Linked DNA regions of Triticum aestivum: region 2 is linked to region 1. A link is a contact called in public Hi-C data. All regions are on one chromosome and are shown on one strand. The core of a region is the stretch at or near the end of the contact, and the rest is flanking DNA. Distances in the headings are between cores, read along the strand shown.

The links. Hi-C and Micro-C count contacts between places; a contact is called where the count stands out from the background.
Region 2: a contact with region 1 is called in a Hi-C map of leaf, with 4 times the contacts expected there. The contact joins the promoter of LOC123105504 here to the promoter of LOC123105502 in region 1. A contact is called at or near these places in 2 of 5 Hi-C or Micro-C datasets (leaf and root).

What each region holds. Positions count from the first base shown.
Region 1 is chr5A:635,626,517-635,629,222 of IWGSC CS RefSeq v2.1, forward strand. LOC123105502 (protein NO VEIN) reads right to left here and starts at 1,297. Exons shown (of 13, transcript XM_044527583.1): 1 at 587-1,297. The coding sequence starts at 1,189.
Region 2 is chr5A:635,827,230-635,829,929 of IWGSC CS RefSeq v2.1, forward strand. LOC123105504 (60S ribosomal protein L7-2) reads right to left here and starts at 1,301. Exons shown (of 7, transcript XM_044527585.1): 1 at 1,100-1,301; 2 at 833-1,012; 3 at 133-230; 4 at 1-35. The coding sequence starts at 1,012. It also overlaps the pseudogene LOC123105505.

The sequences.
Region 1 (2,706 bases), core at 47-2,546:
TATGCTATGGCAAGGGAGCATATTAGTTAGGTTTCCTTTTCCTTACTCTTCTGTTTCTACATAATAGCAGAACAGAAGGTGCTGCGGAGTTTAGCACATGGTAAATTATCTGATAAGATGAGAACATGTGACGAAATTAACAAAGCAGGCATGGAACGTGCACAAGTCTGGGTGCAGTGCACTCTGCAAACATACTGGCAACTTCACCAAACACAGGGCAACAATCTCAGCGCCACTTGTGTTTACAAATGAAATCAGAACAGAGTAGTGCACGATATCCGGCATGAGACGAAGGCCTATATAAGCATGACAAAGCTAGTAAAAGAGGGAGAGCAGGGCACACGGCAGCGCCGCACCCTGTCAGTTTGCCTCATGGTGCCAACACATGGCAGTTCAATTATGAACTGGAGCGCAGAAGAAGCAGAGTTTGCAGGGTTAACAACGTTTTTTTCTGAACGAACCAAGCTCCAGCAATTGCAGATGAAATCATCTGTAAATTCAAAACAGAACATGTACGAGCCTTGCGAGGTAACGCAGTCGCGTAAGGTGCGAGCTACCGGGATCTCAGCCGAGCAGGAATACTGACCTTGCCCTCGATACTGAAGAGTTCGCGCAGGACGGGCACGTCGTGGAGATGGACGCCGAGGGACCCCCACGAGTCCGCCTTGAGCGCCACGAGCGCCGCCTGGGCCACCTTCCACCCGGTGACGCCCTGGCCCGCATGCGTGAGCTCGTCCCGCGCCTTGGTCGCCGCCGCCTGCGCCCTCTCGAGGGCCGCGGGGTTCCGCGGCGGCGGCGGCGGCTGCTGCTGAGGCGGGGCCGACGAGGGCGAGGGGTTGGGCGGGCGGTGCTGCACGTTGGGGGTGGTAGGGCTCTGGGCGTAGCCGGGGGAGGGGAGCGGCGGCTGCTGCTGGTACTGCTGATGCTGATGCTGGTGCTGATGCTGCTGGAACTGCTGCTGGTGGTGGAAGGCCGCGGCGAGGGCGGCCTGGTTCTGGAGGAGGAGGTGGGGGAGCATGAGATGGAAGGGGTCCTGCCCGAACTGGGGGTTGGGGGCGAAGGGGTAGGGGTTCATGGCCGCGGCCGCGGGGTCGGAGGCCGAGGCGGCGCCATGCCACGCGGCGGCGAAGGCGGCGGCGCGCGGGTCGAAGCCGTGCGGCGGCATCTGGGGGTTGCCGCGGCCCCTCATCGGGGCGGCGGGGGGTTTCGGGCGGCGCGGCTAGGGTGGGTTGGGAGGCAGAGGCGGCGCCGATGGCGTGAGGTGGAAGAAGGGAAAAGGGGAGGAGGTGTGACCTCCGTGGACACGCGCGCTAGGGCGGCCTGGGCTGCGGGATTTTATCTTGGTTTACACCTCTGCGCAGCGTTGCGGGCTTCGGGCTGGGCCGGTCACAAAAATCGGCCGCCTGTCTTCATGGGGTTCCGACGTCACATTTTTTTATTCTTAGAAATCTAAAAAAAACACTTTTGTACTTTCCTTTTTCTTCTGAAAACATAGCTTCTAGGAGTAATAGCTAGGCCCCTTAACTATTTTTAAAGCACATGAAACTATGATAGCGTTGTGATATACTCCCAACGCTAGCTGTCGTGGCCATATAACTTCCTTACATGTCACCGCTTGCGTTCCCCTCCTCTTCCCCATCTCGTGGCCTCATCGGGGCAACATCAATGGCTTGGTGCCGGCGATGGCGTGTTGGGATAAGGTATCTTCGTTTTTCCTGCCTCGGCGACGCCATATTCGGTGTCAAGGAAGGGCATGTGATAGTTTGTGTCCCTAGATTTCTTCATATCTTGGCGGTTGATGCGTCTTTCAAGGAGAGCTACTTGCCCGACTTTTGATTGCAAGTCCGTATCGCGTCGGATGACTCTTCAACCAACATTGCTTCGGCGATTTTTAAATCTCATCGCAAGTGCGAATGTGTATTGATGTCTTCAATGATTATTTCAAGGTTCGGAGGGTCCTTAAACATTACAAAGACTTGTGCTCATATGTTATCGTCGACAAGCAAACGACTCAAGTAAGAGAGCATCCATGTGGTAGGTAACTAAGTTTTTTCAGTTTCAGTCGATTGACTCTAGTTGTTCGATTCAAGCCAATGGTCGCCTCGTGTTATTGTTTCACCGATGGTTTCTCTGCCCAACTCATCACACAGTCACGGCGCCATGTTCCCCCTGGCTCCCCTCCCTCCCTTCCCAATGTCATCTCCCCATCTCAAGCTCAACTACCATCTAATCTAAGTCCCATTTAGAACGAAAGCCCCCAACCGACACTTCTAAATCCTCGTCCCAATCTCCGACGTGGTCCTAGCTTGGTCTCGCCATTAGCAACGCGGCCAGCCATGTCGCCTTCGCCTGGCCTCAAAAGTTCGCACTACATCTACTAAAAAATCGACCAATCTGAAAAATATTCTCAGATGCCTAAGGAATAATAAATCCGCTAAATAACAACTAGTAATGTCACTATGTCTAGCTCCCCAGACTGGCTGGCTTAATGTGGCTAAGAGCAACTCTAACTAAGTTGCCATATTTGTAGTCGTCATATTGCATATGAAGCCTGATCCGTAATATCTTGAAAGATGGCCAGGTGACGTGCAAACTCAGAGTCACCATATCCCAACCTTCATAATATACTTTTTCGTTATCTTTATTCAACCACTTGAATTGAATCCAAAAGATCATATTATTTCAAATGTAATTATGCATAAAATG
Region 2 (2,700 bases), core at 51-2,550, 200 kb after region 1:
AGATCTTCTTGGTCTTTGGGTGCATGGCATTGATACTGCAGCCAGACATTTGACAAAATTAGCATTAACTTAAGCCAGAAATGAACACAACATACACATCAAGACAAACAGTGGCAAGGTGGTGTGAGTTACCCTCTGATTCTGACAACAAACAGCAGCTTAGCCTCAGGACTGACATAGAACCCACCCTTCATCCGGGCCTCACGCTTAAGCTGAACCAACTCCTTGTCCTGCAAACAAAACCAGCATTAAGTATATTTCCCAAAGTTAAGCTATTAGAAGCAGAGCTAATAGTTCCTTCAAGAAGGAAACATTTCAAAGATACCAGATGGGCGTCAAATCAAGCAGAAGGAAACATTTCAATGACACTAAGCTGGGCGTCAAATTTGAACAAAGATTGCAGCAATTTACACCGAACAGTTATAGTCGACACACTAAAATACAGCACCTAAATCACCTTAAATGGTTCAGGTTTGATTTCATTTTGCTGCAACACCATGCAAATCTGGCCTAGGTCATTATACACACACACACACACACAATGGCATGGGACATGGACATACAACAACATGCAAAGAATTGATACAGCTAAGAACCGAAGGGCATCTCTAGGTCACTGCGGCATCACCGTGAACGAGTATTTACATCTATGCATGTGTATGCCTACCTATTATTAGCAGAAATCGCATCGAGTACGAACAGGAGTCACCGCATACAAATGACCCAGTCACAGATCCAACGTAACGCATCCTCGAACGCTTAAATCTAAGCACGAACGCACGAGCAAGCGACCGCTAAGGGGCGAGGGATCGGGCGGGAGCAGCGATCTGACCTGGGCATCGTACTCCTCGGCGTACTGCTTGGCGCGGGCGTAGATGACCTTGACGTTCTCGCTGGATTTCTTCTTCTCCTCGACGGCCTTGGTCTTCTTCTCGGCGGCCCAGAGCTCCTCCCGCTTCCTCTTGAGGAGCACCGACTCCGGCACCACCACCTTCGCCGCCTCGGACGACATCTGCGGCCGCAAAACCAAACCCCAGGGTCAGATCCGGCAGAGGAGCGGGAGCAAATGCCCTGGCGCGATGGGAGGGCGTGCGCTTACCTCGACGAGCTTCCTGCAGGGGGAGGGAGGAGGCGAGAGAGAGGGAGAGAGAGCTGGAGGCTAGAGGAGGCGGCGGCGGGCGGAGGGAGTGGCTTATGTAGCTGGGGTTTGGGGGCTAGGGTTTCGGAAGGGGGTCGTCTGGATGGGCTAACCCGGCCAGCAAAATGGCCCATAAGGCCCATATTCTGTTGGGCCGTCCGGCTCGCTATTGGCCCACACCATGCGTACCGTGTAGGCCCATGTAACCTCTCACGGAGGCATTCGCAACTGCTTCGCCGTCGCCGGAGGGAGCCCGCGCGGATGCCATCGCCGCCGCATCCGCTCTCCTCGCCATGCCGCCGCCGCGTGTCCTCCTGATCGTCCTCCTCCTGCTCTCCTCCGCGCGCAGGTGCGCCCCTCTCTCTCTGTCTCCGTCCGCGCCTCTTTCTGGTACTGTTCGCCAACAGCTCCGCCGTGCGTTGCCCCCGCAGCAGCCTGGAGGCGGAGGAGTCGGCGAGGGCCCTCAGCGTCGGCAATGAGCTGGTGGGCGAGACGATGCCGCTCCGCCACGGCCGGAGGGTCTACAGGCTCGCCGGGCTGCGGCCGCCCGCGTGGTACGAAGTCAAGATCTCCTACCCGGCCTCCGTACGATCTCAGACAAAGACCATTTGTTTCGCCAGTAAACCCATTGCATCTTCTTGTGCTTGAAGGCGCTGCTTGTGGTTTGCAGATACCGTCCAGCTTTTCGATTCGGCTCGTGAGCGATCCTGATGCTGTGGAGGACCAGGGGAGTAAGAACAGGAGGCTGCTCAACACGGAGAAGATCATTTTCCAGGCTGAGAGCACCAAGCCGGTTGGTGTTCAGTGAATTATTAGCTAGAATTGTTGCTTGGCTGCAGAATCAGAGTGGCGTGCCCTTTGATGAGATGATTTATAATGGCTGTTTGTGATTGAAATATAGGTTTATGTTCTTGTCACGGTGGAGCCTGAGGGTGTGGTTGCGAAGCCAAATGTATCGGAGAGAGAGCTTGCCCTGTTCAACATTGGTATGCTAGCTCGTAATTGCTGTCTCTTTACATTTCAATTTTCCTTGATTAGCCAATAGCCGATAGACTGCTTCTAGTGTCTGTTTGTAGTTTGTTCATTTTTTGCCATGCCATAAAATCAATCATTGCTTTGAGCATCATCATGTAGTATTTGAAACCTTGGTTGCTCACTGATCAATGCTTGATATCATTTCCCCGTTTATCTAACAGGTAAAGGTCTTGAAATTTGTAGAACATTCTTCCATACAACGAAATATAAGTCACTAATATGTACAAGTAAGCCTAAAATGCTGATTTGTGTGATAAATTGTATTAAAATGGAGATGATCTGCGGCCAGAACTTTTAGACGATATCAACATAAGCCACCTACCTAAAGTAAACATTTCAAGGAAAACTAGAACGTTATTTACTAACCTAACAGGCTAAACATACTAGCAGATCCTCAATTTTGTTTTCACTATTCACTTTCTCTTTGTATGCAATATATATGTCATTATGCACATTGCATGACAACGAACTGCATGCTGTTCTAGTAAGTTCAGTTTAGTATGAATGTCTGTTGTTCCCATTTAAGA